2 separate regions of the Danio rerio genome follow, and region 1 is linked to region 2. The links are chromatin contacts, called in public Hi-C maps. All regions are on one chromosome and are shown on one strand. The core of a region is the stretch at or near the end of the contact, and the rest is flanking DNA. Distances in the headings are between cores, read along the strand shown. Region 1 holds the start of si:ch73-257c13.2. Region 2 holds the start of cep57l1 (centrosomal protein 57, like 1).

The links. Hi-C and Micro-C count contacts between places; a contact is called where the count stands out from the background.
Region 1: a Hi-C map of embryo shows a contact between it and region 2, with 2.1 times the contacts expected there. The contact joins the promoter of si:ch73-257c13.2 here to the promoter of cep57l1 in region 2. A contact is called at or near these places in 3 of 18 Hi-C or Micro-C datasets (caudal fin and embryo) and 1 of 4 datasets of contacts at active chromatin or transcription factors (embryo).

What each region holds. Positions count from the first base shown.
Region 1 is chr20:35,359,635-35,362,334 of GRCz12tu, reverse strand. si:ch73-257c13.2 reads right to left here and starts at 1,375. Exons shown (of 4, transcript XM_005160770.5): 1 at 1,261-1,375; 2 at 687-734; 3 at 473-572; 4 at 1-394. The coding sequence starts at 1,364.
Region 2 is chr20:34,955,243-34,957,942 of GRCz12tu, reverse strand. It overlaps cep57l1 (centrosomal protein 57, like 1), which reads left to right and starts at 1,312. Exons shown (of 11, transcript NM_001003769.2): 1 at 1,312-1,412; 2 at 1,959-2,139. The coding sequence starts at 1,392.

The DNA.
Region 1 (2,700 bases), core at 126-2,625, 400 kb before region 2:
AAGCCATGAGTTTGGCAAAATACGCCCCTTCTGTGTCTCTATATACCTCTGAATCTGGTACATCAGTTGGCTTCATGATAGGAATCAAACGTGTTCCTACTACACAAAGAGTATCTGGTAACCCCACAGCCGAAAAGAACCCCTTCACACACATATCCGCTTCCTCCGCCTGAGGCCAGTGAATATGATTAGCTAAGTTGGTAGTAACAAGTGTGCAGAATTCATCCATCTGATCACAGATGAGAGACTCTGCAACGTGGAAGCGATTTGCCACACTCTGGTAGGACTCCTGGGTAGAAAGAGTCCACAGACTGGAGAGAACCGCATGCCACACGGTCCAGTCCTCTTGCCTAATGGCAGCCCATTTACACGGTGCCAGCAGCTGCACCAACTCCTACAAACACAAAAAGAACAAAATGTTTACAAAACACAAATGAGGATTAGCAAGTAGGACTAGCATTAGATGAAGTACCTCAGTTTGAGTTGGCGTCAGCTGGAAGTGACTCTTAAAGTCACTGATAGTCAAGCTTTGCAGCACGGCATTGAAAACCACTTTTCCATCATCATCTTCTCTGATAAATGAAAAAAACAAATTGTTAGAGAATCAGTCAAATGTTTTATTATAAAAACCATCTTGACAGGAAGCATAAATGTCTCATTCTCACACGATGTTTGGGTCAACTTACCTTTTCAGATTAACTTGAACACTTTCTTCATTTTTCAGCTTCACGCTACTGAAACATAAATTAATATTAAAAGTATAATCCTATCACTTTCCCCCATTTGCTATATAGATCATTTTGAGAGTTGTAAACAAACACCAAGGTCCCAACATACATACTACCAGTTTTACGTTTTTTTTATTTCTATAGCTTCCTGGAATTCAAAAAGAGCCACATATTGACAAATAATATTATGACAGCTGTTTTAACAATACGTTATTGAATTGCCTGATGTTACAGTTATGAAATTGATAACAAGCAGGAAACGTTCATGGGCTAATGACTACATTGAAATGGTCTGTATCAGTTCTTCAACCAAACGGCGAACAAAGATTTTCTTTTGTGGAAAAACGTTAGACAACAAGTAAATAACTAGCAACCCTGATTTAAAAATATTAGCAGTTGATATGGATGGATAACTGAACAACACTGAACGCTGTAACATAAGTGTAACTTAAACAGCGCTTAAGCGTCTCTCTTGTTTGTTTACTAATTTAACCATTTGCGATACAATATATTAAAAAAAATGATAATTCACCTGGCTCTCCGACGTTTGCGAGTCGCATTTTTGTTAAATAGCATGATATCTTCAGCATCGTACATGTCTGCTAATAAAAAAGCTATACATGTTTCCAGCGCCATTTTTATCTCGCAGTGAGATTGTTGCTATGCCTCCCTCTTGTGGCAAAGATTTTCTCAAAAACTATTCATTTTCTTTACTGAAATTTTACAAGTGTGACATTTGTCAAAACTAGACTGTAAATCATTTAAATTAGTCCAGTATCAGGCTTTCCGCCTGTTTCACCAAGTCAAATTGAAGACTTTTAAAGACTTTTTAAAGACCATTATGAATTAATGACTTTTAGAGGGCAAAATGCTAAGGATTTATTTGTAATGGCCAGTGAATTTTTTCTTACCTGCCCCATTAAAATAAAAATTCAGAAGAAAGGTACTGGAAAATATTCTCAAGCTAAATTATGATATGACCACAGCTTTGTATTTATTGAATCTTACATGAACAATCTGTTTGAAAAAGATGCTTTACAGTTCATTTTCCTGGTAGGCTATATTTAGCTAAAAAAATGTATTTTGCTACTTTGGTTTGCATCACAGGCTCAATCTTTCAAAAAAGTAGATATCACAAATTGCTACATGACTACAGTTAGAAAAACTTACCTATGACAAATAAAAAATATGACAGATTTTAGTCAATTTGGTCTCCCCTTTGGGAATGGATAAAAGAGCTCTCGTAAATTAGCAGGATCCTTGATGTTTATTTACAATTTTTGTTTAATCTCTTCTTAAAGACAGCTCTGAAATGGTGTGATTGTACTTTATTTTTTATCTATTTATTGTTTTTATATTCATTTATTTCTCATTTTCTATATTTAAGACTGTACACTCTGTAACACATTTATACATTTTGATGTGAATGTTTTGTGAATGTGGGCATACAATTAAAAAACATCTGTTATTTCCTAGCAACATATTTAAAATAATGTGTCGAAACAAGCAACACATTATTTATTAAAAAAAAGACAAGTTTTATAAACTATAATAAACTAAAAATTTATGCACAACATACATTTATGACATTTATGCACACATACACAAAGGACTTTTACACAAATGTTACTGTAAGGATATAAGGAAGATTATAAAACCATATTAGTTCATTTCAGACGGATGTGTACATATTGAGTAGCTTTACACAGAAAAATTAAAGTTAAGACCTGCTTAAAAGTATTAAAGACCTACAAAACCATATTTCAGTGATTTTAAGACTCTTTAAGGCCTATAGTTTTTAAAATTAAAGACATTTAAAGACTTTTTATAACCAAGCAGGCACCATGAGTACTAGCTAGTTTAAGCTTGATCTTCCAGCTTGGCTAAATAAGCAGACAGTCTGCTAGTGGGGGTCACGGTACAATGACATGGGGTTTGCTTGGTGATTTATAAAAGTCAAATAAATTTGATT
Region 2 (2,700 bases), core at 63-2,562:
TTTCACTGGAAGTTTATCATTGGCTGAAAAACACTAGCTGTGCATATAACACATTGATAAACCATTTTACATTCAATGGCTTAAACAATGAACTAAGACTACTGTACAGTGCACAGAGTAATACAATATATTTTGAGCAACATTACCTTACCAACTGACAGAGAAATGTAAGCTACATGTCAGATTGAATTACAGTTTTAGATTTTTTTTTACTTTAGTGCATTTTTCACAACACTATTTACACAACAGTTATCATTTGCACAACATTTAATGCATTTCTCAAAACAATTATTCATTTGTGCACATCATAGTATCAGTTTCTCATTCCTTCCAGTAAACTGAGAAATTGCAAATGCTTTTGAACATGCATCAATTGCTTTCACTTGCTTATGTCATGTCAGTCAAAATTAACTAAACTTGTGAATGCTGAATAGTCATTCCATATAAAACTAATAGTCCTCTGTAGTAGGATATTCATTACTTGAGTCATTACATACAAACATTTTAAATTAGTAGTCAAAATCTGTCAATTAGATTTTAAATCTTAATTTTTCCTGAAAATGTCTTCTAAACTGAATAATTTCATGAATGATTTACAGACCTATGTATGTTGTAGGTTCAGTCTAACTTTACAGAAGTTTTCAAATGCTGTCTTGAGCTTTTTCAGCAAGTGTTAGTAAACTGTCATAATGAAAACATGACAAAGCCATTTGACTATCTTGTTCATAAACAATAGTGTCAGGATTTTCATTTTGATAATACTGACATTTTCATTGACATGAATACTTGCTTTTGAGGAAGGAAGGAGCTATCCATTTTGAGCAAGTGACATGCTTTTGCAGGTTATCAACTAGGTTTTGCAGCTTGTACTAATGTTTTGAGAAATGCTTTAACTGTTGTGCAAATGGAAATTTGTGAGAAATGCACCAAAGCGACTGAGAAAAACTGTAATGTGCAAAAAATGCAATCTGTCTGCAGCAAAGAAATTTCTTTTTATGATGTGCACAATAGAAAATGCACCAAAATTACTTAAAAAACCAATGGGAATTGTATTGGTTTTAATGGAAAATCTATGTAGGTACAGTAGCATGCTAAAACCACTAAATTCTAATGGTGCCAAAACACAAATTAAACCATAAAATGTTCTTTTTTAAATGGTTAAAACATATTGCTTTATTAGAAACTATTATAACTTATATAGGTTTCTTTTTTTATTTTAGTATCCAGCTGAATGTCTGCATGAGCAAGGGCGGTAAAAGAAGAGGGAAATTTGAAACTGGGGGCGGCGCTGTGGGCTACTCAAGATGACACTCACAGCTAATTCATCTGCATGATGAACAATCGTGAACAACACATCATTTATTCGTAAATAACGAGGAAACCTATTGAAAATGGATCACTTTAGAGATCAGGTAGCTATATACTTAATGCTACGTTGGCATATTTTGAAGTTGTAAATACTGTTAGCGATGTTTAAACGGATATTTCAGTCGTTAGCTTTTTAAAGTTAGCTTATTTACACATTGCATCCTGAAAAGGCAGTTTTTGGTTCGTAACGTTTTTATGTAGCCTATCATGCAGCTTTCTTGGTGTTAAGTGACATAGCTATTTAATTGATGAACCATGAAATTTTCTAAGTTGACTATTTGCTACTGTTTATTCAGTAAGTTAGCGTGGCTAAAGGTTTTAGCTATTGTGCGTTAATTTACATTAAATGTGAACAGTGGCTCTTGTCTATCCATTTAGGCTAATTGTATTCTTTAACAAACTTTTTACTCTTAACTTTGTCACGGAAAGAATATGATTTATATATATGTTTAATTATTGTTTTGTTTTATACATGTTGTTATTATTATAGTTATTATTAATCGTACAACAGTATTATCATTGTCCTTCCTCCATGCATGCCATGTTGAATAATCTGTAAACTAACTTTTTTTTTTTTTTGTGAATTACAGAGTTTTAATCTAGACTCCCCATCTAAACAGAGTTATGTTGGCAGTTTTTATCAGCCACCAGAGAAAATGTCAAGACCTTTGTATATGAACCCAGACACACATCCGCTCAACAGAAAGAGCTCAGGTTTGCAGGATATCAGCCCACAGCTTTATCAGACAGTTCCTGATGCTGGAAGCAGAGGTGATTTGAGTTTAAAAGTTGACCATACAACTATCTATATACAGTCAGATGTCTCAGTTTTGATTCACAAAGTTCTCACTTAGATTTAATTTCATTTTTTCTCAGTCACTTTGGTACATTTCCCAGATCAGAATTGAAAAAGTTTTAAAACTACCTGTTCAATCTTTAAATCATTGTGTCACTTGTTCACATCAAAAAAGCAATTTTCCTTTGAACAAGTTTTAAGTTTCCTACATTATCAGTTTCTTATATCACAATGATCAAAATGTATTTTTTGGTCTCTGTTGAATTGTCTCACCTCCCACGTTTAATCGTCTGTTCATGGCAAAAGTCTATACATGCAAAATGGCTGAACAAGTTGTCTTATTTTGTCGTAATGCATTTTTCTATACATTTCCATAAAACGTTTTTTCTAAATCTGTCTACAATTAGTACATTTTTACATGTGACTTTTTCGGATGAAGGTGCATCTCAAAGGAGATTGTCCTCTGTTCACATTTATACTTTTAGTTCGTTTTTTCTTTGTGCTATGCAGTGCTGTCCTTTCCTTTATGTATCACA